Linked DNA regions of Sus scrofa: region 2 is linked to region 1. Evidence: chromatin contacts called from public Hi-C data. All regions are on one chromosome and are shown on one strand. The core of a region is the stretch at or near the end of the contact, and the rest is flanking DNA. Distances in the headings are between cores, read along the strand shown.

The links. Hi-C and Micro-C count contacts between places; a contact is called where the count stands out from the background.
Region 2: a Hi-C map of alveolar macrophages shows a contact between it and region 1, with 1.7 times the contacts expected there. The contact joins the enhancer-like site here to the promoter of CD2BP2 in region 1. A contact is called at or near these places in 2 of 5 promoter capture datasets (fetal skeletal muscle and liver), 8 of 47 Hi-C or Micro-C datasets (alveolar macrophages, blood, embryonic fibroblasts and 3 more) and 1 of 2 datasets of contacts at active chromatin or transcription factors (alveolar macrophages).

What each region holds. Positions count from the first base shown.
Region 1 is chr3:17,955,964-17,960,148 of Sscrofa11.1, forward strand. It overlaps CD2BP2 (CD2 antigen cytoplasmic tail-binding protein 2), which reads left to right and starts at 1,734. Exons shown (of 7, transcript XM_003354536.4): 1 at 1,734-1,887; 2 at 2,407-2,511; 3 at 2,731-2,866; 4 at 3,268-3,425; 5 at 3,533-3,968; 6 at 4,050-4,156. The coding sequence starts at 2,437. It overlaps TBC1D10B (TBC1 domain family member 10B), which reads left to right. Exons shown (of 10, transcript NM_001244423.1): 10 at 1-106.
Region 2 is chr3:18,002,019-18,006,203 of Sscrofa11.1, forward strand. No RefSeq gene overlaps it. Among named protein-coding and RNA genes, the nearest start is that of C3H16orf54, 10 kb to the right of the region's middle. Within about 2 kb of position 1,928, at least 11 of the 83 cell types and tissues checked have an H3K27ac peak or open chromatin away from gene starts, as enhancers often do. A contact at or near this core is called in alveolar macrophages, where this site is marked.

The sequences.
Region 1 (4,185 bases), core at 484-2,983:
CTTGAGCTCCAGGGGGTGGAACCCAATGTTTACATTTTCTTCTGTCTCTGCCCCCACCCCATGCGGCGCTTTGAGGAACCGGAAAAGAACCTGCTGTTGTACCTGGGCCTGGCTCCTGCCTTGTTATTTGATGAAGGGGGTTAGAATAAGGACTAGGAGGGAGGGAGGGACAGAGCCAACCAGGATCTGGGTGTCTGTTGACGCAGTCTTAGCAGGTTGGTACCTTTTGGCCTTTGGGTCTGTCAGTCACTCATTAACAGATGATGGTGGCTCTCCTGCTCCACTTCTGCCTGAGATCGGCCTTCATCATCACTGGTCTCCTGGAGCCCTCTAAGCACTGCCTGCAGTAGCGGGATCTCCTTCCTATAGTGCTCATGCAGATTTTGGAAGTTGGAGGGGGTACCGAAGGTGGCTGGGAAGCCACAGTCTTCTGGGGGTGAGCCATGCTCTTGGCTAGCTGTCTGGCACAGCTCCAGGTACTGGGCCTCCAGGGGGCGTAGCAGCACAGCCAGCCGCCTCCAGCTTGCCCCAGCCAGTGCCTACAGCCAGGCTCCCAGCTCCTCCTGGTTTTCTGCTGCCAGTTTGTGGGCCTGCCCACCTTCTACCCCTGGGGTCAGGATAGTAAAGCCATGGGGTTCTGGCAGTTCTCTAACGGGATGAGGCCTAGGGGTGCGTGGTCCACCTTGTGTTCCAGGTAGAAGAAATTTCCCTGGAGGATGAACCAGCGGTGCTGGTAGCTGGTATTTTGGGTCCCCTTCTTTAGCAGGATGCCCTCCTGATCTGGAGCCTCTGTTCTGTACCCACAGAAGAAACTGAGCACGGACTGTTGGTGCAATTTCATGATAGTCCTGTCTGGGAGGAAACCCTAGGGGCTGGAGAAAGGAAGGGTGTTTCATCTGGTTATCCTGGGGACCCCTGTGCTGCTCTCCTCTGGCTCCAGTAGGTTCTTTCTGGGCACAGCCTTGGCCTACTGGGATTCAGACTTGTATCCTCAGGAGGATGAGGTCTTGTACCCACAGCATTGGGACCTACTCCTCCCAATCCTAGCTCTGCCAGATTACAAAACCTGGGTTAGGACCTGTCTGGGATGGGAGGCACGGGTATCCACTGCTGCCCTCTTCTAGGCCTAACTGAAATGAGGGCACAGGGGACTTCTGCCCTCGGCACTGGCCACAGGTGCCACAGCCACAAATGAACTCTCCTAAACCAGGAACTTGCCCCAGGGGTTGGGGGGGGGGGCAGCGATGGATTTCCCTGGGTCCTAAAAGGAACTGGGTTCAGAAAATGCTCCAAGGTCCACCAGGAGACCCAAGCATCCCCTCTGGGACAAGAGCAAGGCCGCATCTTGGATTGGGAGGAGGGAGGTAAGTGGACACAGAGCGGAGAGGCAGGGTTTCTAATGAGATGGGGGGAGGGGAGGGCTGCAGCACCAGCCCTGGGGAAAAAGAGACTCTACCCGGGAAAGGAAAATTAGGGCAGGAACCCAGTGGCCCTGCTGGGACTTTGCCCCCGCATCGTGACCCGGGCGCCCCTCCCAGTTAAAATGCGTTCACTTAATCCCCAGAGCCTCTACCGCAGTAGAAGGGAATCAAGACCACTTCCGGCCGTCCCTCTCTGCTGATCGGGGTCTAGGCCTTCACTCGTCCCCTCTTCTCGCTATTGTCGCCCCACACGGCTCACGTCACTTCTGGGAGGGAGGGTCTTTTCCCGCTCACGCGTACTTCCGCCCGCGCCTACAGTTAGTCCTCCAACCCTGGGGATGGAACTTCCGGTCTTCTCCAGCGCCTTCCGCAGTTCTCTTCCGGGTGATGGCGGCCGGGTGCCCCGGATGTAGCCCTGGCAAAAGCTTTTTTTCCCATTCTTCCTCCGCCTTCCCTGGCTCCTTAGGTGAGCGCGCGCCGTGGGACTGCTGGTGTCCCCGTGGCTCTTCCGCCTTTCTAATTTGTACACAGCCCAGGACAGTTGGGGTCACCCCGTGGAGTTGGGAGTTCGGCGCAGGGAGGGGCGGGCTGGCCAGGGCGCCAGGGTCTGGGTACGCCAGGGCCCCGCGGGCTCCGAGGAAGCTGGGGGTGGTGGCGTGGATGTCTGTCCGCGTAGCACCGTCGCGCCCACGGCTGCGGGGGCCAGGAGTGGGAGTGGTCACGTGGGGGGGGGCGTCTCCTTTCGTCAAGCGTGGGGGTGCCCGTGGGGAGCTCCTCACGCATCCACCTCTCCGTCCCCCTTCCAGCATACCAAGCCCTGGGGGCCTCCTGGTTGCCAACTCCTTTTTTGCCCCCTGATTCTGTGCTCTCTCTTCTCCCAAGCCGGATCTGGTCCGACCAAGTGAAAGATCTGTTTTGCAGGGGGCCCTGTCGCAGTGAGTATCTTCCTCACCCAGTTCCCCTTAATCTGCATCCTTGCCCTCAGCTCAGCTTGGGGAAGACCCTCTGACCAATCATGCTAAAGAGGAAAGTGACCTTCCAAGGCGTGGGAGACGAGGAGGATGAGGATGGAATCAGTGTCCCCAAGAAGGTGAGGGGGGCCAGATTCCTGCGTTCTGGGGAGGACTGAGGGGAGACAAAAGAACTAGAAGCCAGAAAAGAAATCTGGAGGGGCAAAGAATGGGTGGAGAGGGCTAACTTTTCCTTGTTTTCTGAGAAATAGGTTTGCGGGATTTTCAGTTTGAGTCTAGATCTCAGAGTTGGGTGATAGTCACCTGCATATCTCTTGATTTCTGGTTCCTGCTCGCAGTTGGTGGACTCTGTGGCTGGGGTAGGGGGTCCTGGGAGCCGCTTCAAAGACAAACACTCTTTGGACAGCGATGAAGAGGATGACGATGATGATGGGTCCAGCAAATATGACATCTTGGCCTCAGAGGATGTGGAAGGTGAGCCACACCCAAGAATTGACTTTCTGGAGTTCCCGTCGTGGCGCAGTGGTTAACGAATCCTACTAGGAACCATGAGGTTGTGGGTTTGATCCCTGGCCTTGCCCAGTGGGTTAAGGATCCAGCGTTGTTGTGAGCTGTGGTGTAGGTCACAGATGCAGCTCAGATCCCACGTTGCTGTGGCTCTGGTGTAGACTGGCGCTACAGCTCCCATCAGGCCCCTAGCCTGGGAACCTCCATATGCCGCAGGTGCGGCCCTAGAAAAGACAAAGATAAATAAATAAATAATTGACTTTCTGCTGGAGAACAAATAGGGGCTTTGGGGCTTGTGGAGCACCGGAAGCTCCTGTCTTTTTTTTTTTTTGCCTGCCTTGCATGGGACGTCTGTGTCTTTGATGCAGGTCAGGAAGCGGCCACACTCCCCAGTGAGGGAGGTGTGCGGATCACACCTTTCAACCTGCAGGAAGAGATGGAGGAAGGCCACTTTGATGCTGATGGCAACTATTTCCTGAACCGGGATGCTCAGATCCGAGACAGCTGGCTGGACAACATTGACTGGGTGAGGCCCAGGGACTGGCATGGCTGGGCCTGGAGGCAACAGGTGCTGAGCCTGAGCCCTGCTGGCAGTTTGTCAGCAATAAAACCCTCCCGTTTTTCACATCACAGGTGAAGATCAGGGAGCGACCACCTGATCAGCGCCCACTGTCAGACTCCGAGGAGGAGGACAGTCTGGGCCAGACACCAATGAGCGTCCAAGCCCTTCTAGAGGGGCTTCTGGAGCTGCTGTTGCCCAGAGAGACAGTGGCTGGGGCACTGAGGCGTCTAGGGGCCCGAGGAGGAGGCAAAGGGGGCAGCAAGGGGCCTGGGCGGCCCAGTTCCCCCCAGCGCCTGGATCGGCTTTCTGGGTTGGCTGACCAGATGGTGGCCCGGGGCAACCTCGGAGTATATCAGGAGACAAGGGAACGACTGGCCATGCGCCTGAAAGGATTGGGGTGCCGGACCCAGGGAGCCCCTGACCCCACACCCCCACCGTCTCTGGACATGTTTGCTGAGGAGGTGGCGGAGGCAGAGCTGGAGACCCCAACCCCTGCCCAGAAAGAAGGTCAGATTGGAGGGCCAAGGAGGGGTACTGCGGGCAGGGGGAAGCCACTGGAGGCTCACACGGCTTTGCCTGTTACTTTAGAAGCAGAGTCACCCGGAGATGGTTTGGCGGACGTGATGTGGGAATATAAATGGGAGAACACGGGGGATGCTGAGCTGTACGGCCCTTTCAGCAGCACCCAGATGCAGGTAGGCTCCTTTCTGCTTCATTTCGCCTC
Region 2 (4,185 bases), core at 678-3,177, 46 kb after region 1:
TGGCATCTTAGACTTGAGGACATAGGGCATCGGATCTGATATTCAGCTGGACTGTTACACCTGGTTGGTGCCCTTGTGGGACTGGTTACCAAGCACTCCACCCCTCACCTCTGGCTACTGTCACCACCTCTTTGGTTGAAGGTAAGAATGTATTCATGCCTCACTTCTGGGGTCCCCAACAGACTTCACAACTCATCTTTCCCAAAATGAACCCCCTATTTGGCATTGAAGACTTTTTTTTTCCCCAAGGCTGCAGGTGTGGCATATGAAAGTTCCCAGGCTAGGGGTCAAATTGGAGCTGGAGCTGGAGCCTATGCCACAGCCACAGCAATGCCAGATCCGGAGCCGAGTCTGTGACCTACACTCGAGCTCACAGCAACACTGAATCCTTAACCCACTGAGCGAGGCCAGAGCTCGAACCTGCGTCCTCATGGATACTAGTTGGGTTCATTTCCACTGAGCCACAATGGGAACTCCCTGAAGGCCTTTTAGCGTTGGGTTCCATGGGGATGCCATTCATTGGGAGAGGAACAGAGCAGCCGGGGCCAGAGCAAAGGTCAGTTAGAGAGAAAGGGAGGGGCTGGGTGGGGGTCCGTGTTCAAATGTCAACTTCCTTCTGTGCTAAGTCAGGACTCTGAGGTCTAAGCAGAGGATGTAAATCCATCCCCCCAAACACACATGCACACACCTGAAGTCTTGCCTACCTGAGCGGACACTCCCACCCTCCCCTCCGACCTTCCGAGTGGCTCTGGGAGGAACGCCAGCCTGAGGGCACCCAAGGTGGCCCCCAAGGTAACTCCTCCTGGGAGAGCTTCAGTTTGGAAGCTGCCTCTCCCCTTCTAGAACTCATTCTCAGAGTTCCTATTGTGGCTCATCAGGGTAAGGACCCAACGTAGTGTCCGCGAGGATATGGGTTCGATCCCTGGCCTCGATCAGTGGGTTAACGATCAGATGCAGCTAGGATCCGTGTCGCTGTGGTTCTGGCGTAGGCTGGCAGCTGCAGCTCTGTTTCAATCCCTAGTTTCCATATGCGACTGTAAAAAGAAAAAGGGGGGAAAAAAAAGGAAAGAACAGAACCCACTCTCTTCTTTTCCCTTTGCCAAGAGGGGAGAAAAATGGGTCCATCCACAGAGTCTCCTTCTCCAGGGAGATCCAGGGGCCCTGGTCGATCTTGAGGGAGCTATTTGACCCCTTTGCCCCTTTCTCAACCCTGGAGGAGACCAGCAATGTGGGATCCGGACCACTTCTGCCACTTACACCACAGCTCACGGCTATGCCAGATCCTTAACCCACTGAGCAAGGCCAGGGATTGAACCCACATCCTCAGGGGTCCTAGTTGGGTTTGTTAACCGCTGAGTCACAAAGGGAACTCCTAGCTTATCTCAAATTTAAAAGCTCCACACCAGCCAAGACCCTCATCAGTGAGCACCAAACATGTGCCAAGGACCTGAGCACATGGCGGAAATTCTTCTAGTGGAGATGCTGGCAGAAGCGCACACTGCCGGGAGTTCCTATTGTGGCCCAGTGGGTTAAGAATCCGGTATTGCGGGAAGCTGTGGCGTAGGTTGCAGATATGGCTCAGATTCCCCTTGCTGTGGCTGTGGTCAGGCTGGCGGCTGCAGCTCTGATTCAAACCCTAGACTGGAAACTTCCAGATGCCGGATGCCTGTGTGGCCCTAAAAAGACAAAAAATGAAAAAAAAGAAAAAGAAAACATCTCCCAAGCTGAGTCTCAAACTCACCCTGGAGCCCAGAAACGAAACAGCCCTACGGGCTGATCCTAGATCTGAGTGCTAGGAGGGGATTCCAGTGGAAAAGAAAACAGATCCTGCGCAGGCAAAAGCAATCCATGCCCTCCTTACAGGGGATGGATTTCCGGGCAGTGGAGGCTGCATGAGCAAAGCTTCAGAGGTGGGAAATGGCTTGGATGTTTTGGTGTAAGGTTTGAAGCTGGGATCAGGGGAGGAAAGATGACTAGGAGCTGGGCTGGGGCCAGACCACAAAATGTTAGGTCAGAGGACTTGGCTTCTGTCCCGAAAACAATCAGATGGAAGCTGGAAAGTGAGATAAGCCTATTTGCAGGAAGATCTATTTGAGGGGCCAGAGAGACCTAGCAAGCAGCCTGAGAGGAGGCTGATGCAGCCACTCAGAGGGCTCCAGTGTGCATCGTGGCAATGGGTTGGCAAGAAGGGCAGTCAGCCAGGAAAACAGCATCTGAAAAGGCTCAGAGAGCATATGGAGCCCGATGGGTTCAGGGCGGTAGGAAGAGTTGAGTGTGGCTGTGGTGGGGGAGGGGAGGGTGGCGATGGGGCAGGGGTGGGGGTGAAGGGCAGAAGAAGGATCTCACATTTCCCCTGGGACTAGGCTTGGATGCTTTCCCCAGGCTGCCTCCCCTCCAGGGTAAAGCTCACGCCCTTTAGAGCAAATGTGTCCATCAGTTGTGCCCGGTATACAACACATGATCCATGCTGGCTGGTGGGCAAGAAGGGAATACATATTTGATTGAGTGTCCTTGCCCAGTACGTGTTGGTCTTTTTCTCAGTTAATGCTCGTGGGGGCCGGGGTGTTAGCATCTCCATTTTAGTCACAAGGAAACAGGTTTTATGAAGTTAAAAATGCTGCTTGGGGTCGTAGATCAATAAAGTGATAGGGCAGGATTCAAAATAATATTTGTTGAACACCTACTATGTGCCAGACCCTCTTCTAGGTACTGGATATACAACAATGAGTAAACAGTGAAAATCCCTGTCCTCATGGAGTTTATATTCTAGAGGGGCTGTCTCTGCAGCTGGAGGGGGTGGGGATAGACAATGAAAAAAACCCCTAAAAATGCTGTCAAATCCCCTTATGGCCACCAGAGGGCACTGCAACCACACTAGTTCTATTCTCTGATTCCCTCTCCCTTCCAGGTTCCAAACATACTAGCCTATGAATGCTAAGTGTAGCCTCTGCTCCAGACTGAAGGCTGAGAAGGAGTGGGCAGCAGTCCTTTCTTCCACCCACTTTTCCAGCTTAATCTCGCCGTCAGATCCCCATTCAACCACCCAAGGTATTTCAGTGACTTTCAACGCCCCCTGTAGTCCAGAGAGCCATCATTAAGACTCAGGCGAATGGGGAGTTCCCATCATGGCGCGGTGGTTAACAAATCCGACTAGGAGCCATGAGGTTGCGGGTTCGATCCTTGGCCTTGCTCAGTGGGTGAAGGATCCGGCATTGCCATGAGCTGTGGTGTAGGTCGCAGACACGGCTCGGATCCTGCGTTGCTGTGGCTCTGGCATAGGCTGGTGGCTACAGCTCCGATTTGACCCCTAGCCTGGGAACCTCCATATGCTACAGAAGCGGCCCAAGAAATGGCAAAAAGACAAAAAAAAAAAAAAAAAAAAAAAAGACTCAGGTGAATGGGTTTACTCAGCAACACCCTACTAATACTTACCTTCTGCCCATGCACTCCCCTTCCAGCTACCCATCCCCCCCCATCCCCTCCACCCACCCATCTCCTGGGGCTCTCAGTCTAGAGGGTGGAGGAAGGCGGGAGGTCAAACCAGGCTGGCAGAGAGTCCATGAACTCGGTGGGCATGAGTTTCAGTGCACCAAGGCCAGTGAAAGCTGAAAGCATTTAAAAAAGGGCAAGACATTATTAGCAAACCAAACTGTATCTGAAAACAATTCAACGCTGGATCTTTAAAAAATCCCACTGTGCTATTATGTGGTATGGACACATCTATTAATTTATTGCTAGCCCTTCAAGACAGTAGGGTAGGTAAAATTCCATAAATGTTTCAGGACCTCTGTACTTTGCTCTCGTCACTTCCTGAGTGATAGAACATTTTGGCCATAACTCAGTAAGTAACTGCTTTTAAGACTTGCTCTCGGGGAGTTCCCATCGTGGCACAGCGGAAACGAATCCAACTAAGAACCATAAGATTGCAGGTTCGCTCCCTGGCCTCGCTCAGTGGGTTAAGGATCCGGTGTTGCCGTGAGCTGTGGTGTAGGTCCCAGACACGGCTTGGATCCCACGCTGCTGTGGCTGTGGTGTAGGCGGGCGGCTACAACTCTGATTGGACCCTAACCTGGAAACCTCCATATGCTGCAGGTGCAGCCCTAAAATAAAGGCTTGTTTTCAGAGGCGCTAAGTAACTCAGTTTGTAAGACCAAACTACAAAGATCTGCAGAGACGCTGACCGTG